Regions from separate parts of the Zea mays genome. Here region 2 is linked to region 1. Evidence: chromatin contacts called from public Hi-C data. All regions are on one chromosome and are shown on one strand. The core of a region is the stretch at or near the end of the contact, and the rest is flanking DNA. Distances in the headings are between cores, read along the strand shown.

What was found. A called contact is a pair of places that touch in the nucleus more often than the background predicts.
Region 2: a Hi-C map of endosperm shows a contact between it and region 1, with 6 times the contacts expected there. The contact joins two enhancer-like sites. A contact is called at or near these places in 3 of 25 Hi-C or Micro-C datasets (bundle sheath, endosperm and leaf).

What each region holds. Positions count from the first base shown.
Region 1 is chr10:70,526,007-70,530,477 of Zm-B73-REFERENCE-NAM-5.0, reverse strand. No RefSeq gene overlaps it. Among protein-coding and RNA genes, the nearest start is that of LOC103641189, 4.1 kb to the left of the region's middle. Within about 2 kb of position 1,602, at least 3 of the 20 cell types and tissues checked have an H3K27ac peak or open chromatin away from gene starts, as enhancers often do. A contact at or near this core is called in endosperm, where this site is marked.
Region 2 is chr10:70,695,529-70,700,293 of Zm-B73-REFERENCE-NAM-5.0, reverse strand. No RefSeq gene overlaps it. Among protein-coding and RNA genes, the nearest start is that of LOC103641190, 70 kb to the right of the region's middle. Within about 2 kb of position 3,298, at least 16 of the 20 cell types and tissues checked have an H3K27ac peak or open chromatin away from gene starts, as enhancers often do. A contact at or near this core is called in endosperm, where this site is marked.

The sequences.
Region 1 (4,471 bases), core at 353-2,852:
ACCCCCATCAACGCTTGCATCCATGCTTCCATTCCCTATGGAGCCATCCGATGCTACCTTCTAGATCTACGATCCCGGTAAGATTAGCTATGGAGTGGGTGGGATCGAGTGGTGGGCGGCGGAGAGACTACTGGCTAGGAGGAGCAGTCAGATCTCGTGGAGCTTGGGGAGTTGGCGGCGATTTGGGAGGCGTGGGTTGGGCATGCACGGGCGAGATGCGGCTAGCAGCGCGGCAATTTGGAAGGCGCAGGGACTGTGGGCCTCGTGTGGATCAGGCGTGGGGGAGCGGAAGGCGTGGTCCTGGGCGAAGATTTCGGAAGGCCGACGCTCTGCTCTCCATGGAAAGCATTGAGTCGGGATTGCGCGGTCGCGAGGAGGGAGGAGAGTCGGGGCCTGAGCGTGGGCGAGGAGAGTCAAGCGGAGGCGTGGTGAAGCTTGGTGGACGCCCTCGTTGCGTCCTTATAGAGTAGTAGTAGATTTAGTACTTCATGGATTTTAAGCGACGTGGCGTATTTTTATTGGTTGGAGCACGACCACGCAAAGGGCCACAGAAACCACGGGCGCACATGATCCTAACATGGGGCAGTTTTCAATTGACTATGGCTGCATGCACATGCGATAGGGACCTTGGCTATTTTTATTTCTTGCTTGCATGCAGATTAAATTGCATATGCATGGGGCGGGGCTCAGGCATCGGTTTCCTTTTCCAACGCATGCAAACATAACGGATCACTAACGGAGTGGTTGCTTACTTCTTCTCGGTTGCAAATCGCAACCTGCACGACGCCAACAGCAGGGCAAAACCGGATCGCGCAGGGGGGGTAGAGGGTGGTGCCGATGGCTTGCCGGTGACGGCGCGCACGGTGGAGCTCACTGACCGGGCTCTCGCGGGGCAGGGCTAGCATGCACAGGCATGGCGCAGCGCAGGGACATCGTGAGAGAGGCGGGCTGGGCAGGGGCTCCATGGCTAGCCGGGAGTGGAGCTCGCCGAGGCTGGCCGCCACGCTGTCGTGCCAGGAGCAGGGATGGCTAGCTGGGCAAGGGCGCGACAGGGTTGCTCGCCGAAGCAAGTGCACGAGCCGGCGTCGCGCGTGTGGGCGTCATGGGAAGAAGAAACAACGGACCATGACAGAGAGAACGAAATACTCACCGGGAACATGAGTGGTGAGCCGGACAAGACTCCATAGCGGCTGCATGCCAGACGGACTAGGGAAGAACAGTGACGAATGGGGCTTCTCCACACGACGACGAGCTCGACGCAGCGGCTCTGATGCAGGCGAACACGGCGAGGACGAACTCCGGTGCGGCGGTTTCGATGGAGAGCTCCGAACGCGTGTCGGGATGGCGAGGTGAGGACTGGGCGGCGGTTTTGGAGACATCGGGTGCTGGCTATTGGGGAAATGAAGGAGGGAAGAGGAGAGGATGTGCAGACGCTCGGATAGGACAGCGTGGGCGCGGACGTCGGGTTTCTCGGCGTCGTGGGCGAGTGCCGCAGCGCGCAGAGCGAACAGAAAGCAGTTGAGAAGATGAACAGGAGGTGGGCGCATGGCATGCGCGGTGGCGGCGGGTGGAGAGCGCGCACGTGCAATGTGCGAGCGAGGCGGCCGAGCGCGGCCGCTGGACCGCGGGGAGGGGCGAGCTGGGCTGGCCGAGAGGGGGGGCCTGGGCCCAGTTAGGCTTTCTCCCTTTATTTCTTTGTTTCTTCCTTTTTCTCTTTTCTATTTCCTACTAATTCAAATCGAATTCCTTATTAAACGCATACTTCACAAACTCACTCATCAAACAAAGTGAAAATATGTTTTAGCATGATGCGACAATCAAGACACCTATAGAATTTTGCTTTACTAGGCTTACACATCGATATAAAATAAAATAATTCATCACTATTTACAAAAAAAGAAAAGAAAAGTAAAGAAAAGAGAGGGTAACACCTGAATTTGGTGGATATTAAGAAAGAATTGTATACCCCCAAAATCAAAGTGTTACAGGGCGCAATGGAGAAAATTAGGGAACAGATGGCTGAACTATTTCGAGATAGGCTCGGAGTTAGTGTAGCAGAGTAGGGCAATAATATCAAAAGCCATATGATCACCAGTTTGGCGTTGTCCCATACCCACAAGGGGCATAGCAAGGATACCAGAGTTTTCATTTTTTTGGTAAAAGTGGTAGAAGTACACACGAATATGTAGCCTAGTTCCTAGAACACCTAGGCGAATTGGCCAATAGGAAAGCTTTTCGTGTTCATTTATTTTGTTTTTCCCTTACTGGTACAACTTTTGCATGGTACATCACCCTACCTCCTAATTCCATTAGTTCCTCGAATGATATAGAAAGTAAATTTCATGAACATTTCTTTTCCAGGGAATATGAATTAGGGTTGACTAATTTAGCCTCAGTCCGACAGGGAAGTGAAGAATCGGTTAATGATTATATCTGGAGGTTCTAATATACTAGAAACCGATGCTTTCAGATCCATGTCACTAACAAAGAGCTAGCAGGGCCAGCTTTTAATGGGTTGCGATCCTATGGCACCCATGTCACACCCGGATTTAAGAGATAAAGTCGGGTGTGTCTCATATGTGCGCCTTAGAAGAAGAACACATATAATAACAAAGTGTATAGAGATAAATGTCACAATATCATAAAAGTAATTATTACATAGCGAAAGTCTTACAAAAATAATGATAAATATAAAGCGAACTAATGTCCATCCATGGCGCCATAAAGTTGACTGGGAGACGCCACCTAGATCAACTCGTACTCCTCGTTGCACGGCTCCTCCTGGACCACCTATTCTTCTCTTGTGGGGGGTTATATATCGCAAGTGTGAGCTCACTAAAGATCATAGCTCAACAAGTTGTGGGGAATAATGTGTATGAACTCACCAAAGGTGGGAGTTCATGTGAAGTGTAAGGTCGATCAACAATAGGGGTTAAAGCTAAGCATTGCTTTTAATAAGTTGGTCAAATTTTATTAGCAATTACTAGATGTAAGTAAATACCATACCAGAATAATAATAGAGCAAAATTAATAATACATCCCATGCAATGCAAATGACAAATTGAATTTAGTTCCATAGTTTAATCATGCGAGAGTCCTGAGCTGCTCATGACCGCGAGCATGGCTAGTATACCAGTTTTACACTCTGCAGAGGTTGTACCCTGTACCCACAAGTCATGTTACCCATCTGCCACGGGGTTGTATGGGCCCCATACATCTCTACCAAGGAAGCGAGGCAGGATAACACTACGAGGCCTTTACAATGTTCCACTAGCTTCAGAAAACACGCTACAGTTTCTAGGAAGAGCAATGCAGGAATCCCCGTCTGACCGCCATCACAGCAAAATCAACCCGGAAACCTCCCTACACGCCTACTGCCCTTCCCCCTATCGGGTAAGGTCTCCACTAGCTTTCCTAGTTAGTCAGCCAAGGGCGTCCCATTCCACCCTTGTGGTGGCACATGTTTCTCAAGTTAAGCTCCATGTTCCAATTAAAATAGTAATCTTATCATGAACAGAAATAGAACAATAATAAATAATTGGAACATAATCGTAATGTAATATTAATTCCAAAACCATATATAGCAATAGTAATGACTACCCAAAAATTTAGGGGTAAATAAGGTGAAAAGATAATCAGACTAGGGTGACCTATTGGGTCCCATCAAAATTAAGTCTAAGCATGAATAAGTGATAATAAAGAACATTATTGGGTAATAAAATTAGTCAAGGGCACAACTTTCCTTCAATGAGCTCCTGCTCAGCAACTTCTACCTGCTGAACACCTCACTCCTCAGCCACTGGCTCTTCTACTCGCCACAATACAAACAAGCATAGTACAAGGGAAAAATTAACATCACACCAAACATGTATACAAAATACATATTAATAATCTACACATTAAAACAAGATCATAGGAAAAAGAACCACTAAATTCGGAGTTACGGATCCCAAGTTATGATTTTCCGAAGTATTTATGTGTTTGGTACAAGATTAATTAAGTGATCAAATTTAATGTGGTTTTCATGCTAAAATAGTGTTACTAAGTTATAAACAATATTATTACAAAAATATAGGAACTGTAATGGATCAATTTGGACTTCATATGAATTTTCTAGGAATTATACAAGTTCTTAGTAATTATTTTTACATTAAAAATCAATTTCTATTTCATTTTCCTTGATTTTCTATTTTCCTGGACTGCGCGCATGACTCTAGAGAACATCAGGGGTCTCAACGCAAAATTCCCTAGACTAGGATCTATCCCCGCAGTGGACTGCGGGTCGATTTGATTAAAGCAGGGGGTCTCTTTTGTAAAACTACCAGCCGAAAGGGTACGCGAGAATCTCAGCCATCCGATCTAAACTCTACGCTACATATTAGATTTAATCCGCCCAAACATTCCGACCGCTAGATCTAAAGTGAACGGCTCGAATTGGACGTACCAACGACCGAACCGGTACGCGCCCACG
Region 2 (4,765 bases), core at 2,049-4,548, 170 kb before region 1:
GCGCTCGCCGGCCCGCCCGTCCCCGGTGGCCCAGCCCCGCCCGACGAACCCCCTCGCGCGCGCCCGCGAGCTCGGCCCCGGCCATGGCGGCTCGCCGTGGCGCGCGGCCCGGCCTCGCCCCGCCCGGCGCGCTCCCCTCCCCACGGCCCGGCGGCGTCCCCGCCCCCCCCCCCCCCTCGCGGTGCCCCGGCGGCGCTCGGCCGCGGCGCGCCCGCGCAGGCCCCCGGCGTGGCTCGACCTCGCCCCGCCCCGGCGTTCCGGCGTAGCCCCGGCCCCTGCGAGGTGCCCCCGCCCGCGGCAGCCCCGGCCCCCCTTTCCCCCCACGTCTCGACCTCGGCCGGCCGGCCATGGCGCGGCGGCCTGCGGCCCCGGCGTGGCGCCCTCCCCCGGTGTCCCCGCGCAGCCCGGCCCCTCGCCGTGGCGGCTCGGCCCTGCCCGCCTTGGCGTGCCTCGCCCCTGCGCAGCGCGGCTCCGGCCCGGCGTGGCTTCGGCTCGCGCGGCCGTGGTGCCCCTGCGTAGCGCGGTGCGTGCGCTGCTCGGCCCCGGCGTGTGCACGACTCGTTCGCGACACGTCAGCGCGGCCTTGCGCGTACGTACCCGCGTGGCCCACGGTGCTTTGGAACGACTCGCCGTGCCCTCGGCGCGACGTGTAGCGCCCTGCCGCGTTCGCGACGCGCTTGTCTACCCCCTAGACACGCCCGTCTACCCCCCCCCCCCCCCGTGTGTACTCCATGTGTAGTGATCGCGTTATTTAATTAATGAATGGAAACTCAAGTTGGAAATTGGTTACGTTAGTTAATTCATGTAGTTAATCATCTATCTTATTTAATGTTGATCAATTGAAAATGGTTATGATTCTATTAGTGCATGTGACTAATCCTTTTTATTGGAACTAAGTGGAACTAGAGCATGTAATGGCTAGCTATGCGTCTACCCGTAATACGCCTTGAGTATAGCTTTAACCACTGCGGGACCTTTCTTCTCTAGCCATGGCAAATGCAATATCGTATGTTATACTCTATGTATATTCAATCTATTTGTTATCTTGTAATGATGTACTGTTTGTTTCCTAATTCGAATGGATGGATGTATGTATGCTTGCGCTCGCATAGAGAACGATCCAGTTGAGGAGCCCGAAGAAATCACAGGAGAAGATGAAGCCGTGGAAGGAGACTTTCAGGAGTTCCAAGACTACGACGAGTTCTAGGCGTGGGTTAGCGGCAAACCCCCAGTCGGCTGCCTGTGAAGGCCGCGTTTATCTACGTTTCTTTTCCGCACTTTGATTTATTGTAAAGATTATGTGGATGTCTCAGACATATGATGTAATCGACTACTATTTCCCTTTTTAATACTATTTGAGCACTGTGTGATGATGTCCATGTTATGTAACTGCTGTGTACGTGAATTGCTGATCCTGGCACGTACATGGTTCGCATTCGGTTTACCTTCTAAAACCGGGTGTGACACTAGGGATCCACTACGAGGCCTTTACAAAGTTCCACTAGCTTCAGAAAACCTGCTACGGTTTTTGAGAAGGGCAATTGTAATGCCCAAAATTTTATTTTTGGAATGTATTAAAATTCTCCAAATATTTTGAATTTGAATACCTTATAATAAGAAGTTCATTGCATGGAAGCTACATTCCCTAAAATAGACATGTTTTCTAACCGTCATTAAATGAAAGGATTCTATTTAGTTATCTATTTGTTGAATTGTATAATTAAGTTGACACATCTCCTAAAATAAATATTAAACATTTATTCATTCTAAAATAATTTATTAACCTTTGATCTTGGCACACATTCAAAGTACTATTTATCTAAAGGGAATAATATGGGAATATTTCATTTGACTAAATAAATATTTGATTTATAAAATAAATTAAAACATGTATAACATGTTGGAGTTTTTGTTTGAGCACTTAAATATAATTTAAGTTTGAACTCTATTTGAATTTAATTCGAAATTTGAATTTGAATCTAATTGAAAATTGGGAAAGAAAAAAGAAAAAAAAAGAAAGAGGAACCTAGCGCTGGGCCGATTTACTTTTAGCCGGCCCAATTCGGCCTCAAACGAGCCCACCAACGTGCCCCGTCCTCGCGCCTGGCGCCCACTGACGGGCGGGACCCCCTCGTCAGTCGGATATGGCGCCCGCTCATCTCCTCGCCTGGAAATGACGCTCCAGGCCCACCACTCGGTCTCTCGGGTGCCAGCATGTGCATCGTGCTAGGGTCATTGGACATTGGGACCCAGTGGCCAGCTCCCTTCTCCCCACCGAGTTATTTGAATTTGTAATATTCTCGTCGCGCGGCTTCGCTACTTTATTACTCCGCAGCTGAGCTTCGCTAGTTTGGTATTATGGAGCACACACCCGCGCCAGTTGATTAATAGTCCCAAACTGGCGCGGGTGTGTGTTCCATAATACCAACCTGGCGAAGCTCAGCTACGGAGTAATAAAGTAGCGAAGCCGCGCGACGAGAATGTTACAAATTCAAATAACTCCTCTCCACCTCGGCAGCAACAGATCGCCGACTTCCATGGGCGCCGACGCAAGTTGGGGATCCTGTTGGCCGATCAAACTCGCGATGCTTGAGCTTATAAAATCCAAAGCCGTCGCGCCCTGTCCTAGAAAACCAAAAGCATCGCAGCCAACCGAGCACCACCGCGGCAAGGATGAGGGAGCGGGTTGAAGCCGGTGAGGGCGTGGGGATCTGCCGCCGCGGGGGCAAATCGCCTACAACCTCGCGGGAGCCTTGACTATTGATCTAGGAGACTCACTGGGGCCTAGGGAGCGTGGTCGTGAACCAGCGAAGTCGGGGAACCAAGCAGGGGTCGAGCAATTGCTCGCCGTCGTTGCAATCCGCCATGGGGCCACCGAGCGTCGTGAACCAACCATGGAGCCATGTGACCGAAGGTGATAACCTCCCCTTCCCGCTTCACATTGTTCTCCCTATCGTATAGCGCCTATAAGATCTCGTGACCGTGCACCAGAGCACTGTATCACCTAACGCCGACAGGCTCACCACCGTTGGGCATACTGTTGCCGCCGTCGGGTGATGCCGAAGGAAGGAAGAAAAGACTTCGCCGTTGGATGTGAAACTAACGGCCTAGATTAGACAAGAGAGAGAGATAAAGGAGATAGCCGTGGATCAGTAAACGGACGATATAAATTAAATGTAGAATACCGGTTCGGGTTATTGAATTTCGACCGTAGATTGCGGATCCGACCGAGGCAAACGTACGAGTTTGGATGATCTAATCGGGTCCATCCATGCTTGATCGTGCGGGCCACAGTAGGAGGCCGCACCATTTTGCAAAAGAACCCTCAGGGAATTGGTGAATCAACCCGCCATCTAGGGGATTTAAAATGGGTCCATGTTATTTATTCTTTTGACTCTGTGGTTTCAGTGAATTGCGGGCGCAGTCCATGAAACTCTGGATATTAATAAAATTAATTCGAAATTGATTTTTAAATGCCAAAGTAATTCTAAAACCTTAGGAAATGCATAACTAGGTCGTTTTAACTCCTCTTGATCCGTTCCAGTTGCGTTAGCTTCGCAATAATATTGCCTACGCTATGGTAACATTATTTTACCAAGTAACATGTTTCCCAAAGTAGGTATTATGTTTAACCTATGTTAGTAGATTAACCTTTCTAATCAAAGTTAACCTGCCTATAATAAGTTGACTAACATATGATTTATAATTAAGTTATAACTTGAATTAAGCTTAAGTTAGCTATTCCTCTAGAATATCTATCTCACATGATTTATAGTAATCAACATAGAACATAGTTTTCCTGTTTAACCACATAAACCTTTGAAAAATCATAACTTTATAATCGTAACTCCGAATTTAGTGATTCTCGAACCTAGGACCTAGTTACGACGCGTAGATCATTATTATGCAGTTTGTTCTTGTGTTTGGTGTGATGTTAATTTTGCCTATACCATGTTCGTTTCTATTGCTATGACTAGCACCGAGGTTATGAGTCACTTGAAGTACAAGTTGGTACCTGGGGATCTCAAGTCTAAGGCAAGTTGTGCCCTTGATCACCCCTTTTTACCTAATAATGTTCACTGTTAATCACTATGACATGCTCAGGTTAATTTGATGGGACCTAATAGGTTTCCTTAGCATTATTTATCCCCCATCTCACAAATAGATGAATCATTGGGTAGATTTGCTATTGTTGTACCTGGTTTTGGGAAACTAATGTTTCATTATGATCATGTTCCAATTATGTTGTTGTTTAATTATTGTTCATGATAAGATCATATTGTTAATTAGAACATGGAGCGGCCACCCGGGAAAATAGTGCTACCACAAGGGTGGTATGGGACGCCCTTGGATGACTAATTAGGAAAGCTAGTGGAGGACTACCTTACCCGAAAGGGGCAAGGGCAGTAGGGGAGTGGTCGGTATAGGGAGGTTCTCAGGCTGATTTTGCTGCGATGGCTTTTCAGATGGAGGATTCCTATGCTGCGCTCCCTAGAAACTGTAGCGGGTTTTCTGAAGCTAGTGGAACTTTGTAAATGCCTCGTAGTGGTACCCTGCCTCGCTTCCTTGGTAGAGGTGTAATCGCTCTCGCATCAACACCTTCGAACAAGCCGAAGGTATCAATATAATATAAATCTTATTAATATTCATATATTTATCATGAAATGAATATATGAATCGATATATGAATGGTTAATATTTATCATCTCTATGAATGGTTATTCTTGCGAATGGTGAAGGTGCGTCCTACATGATCTTCGTCTGA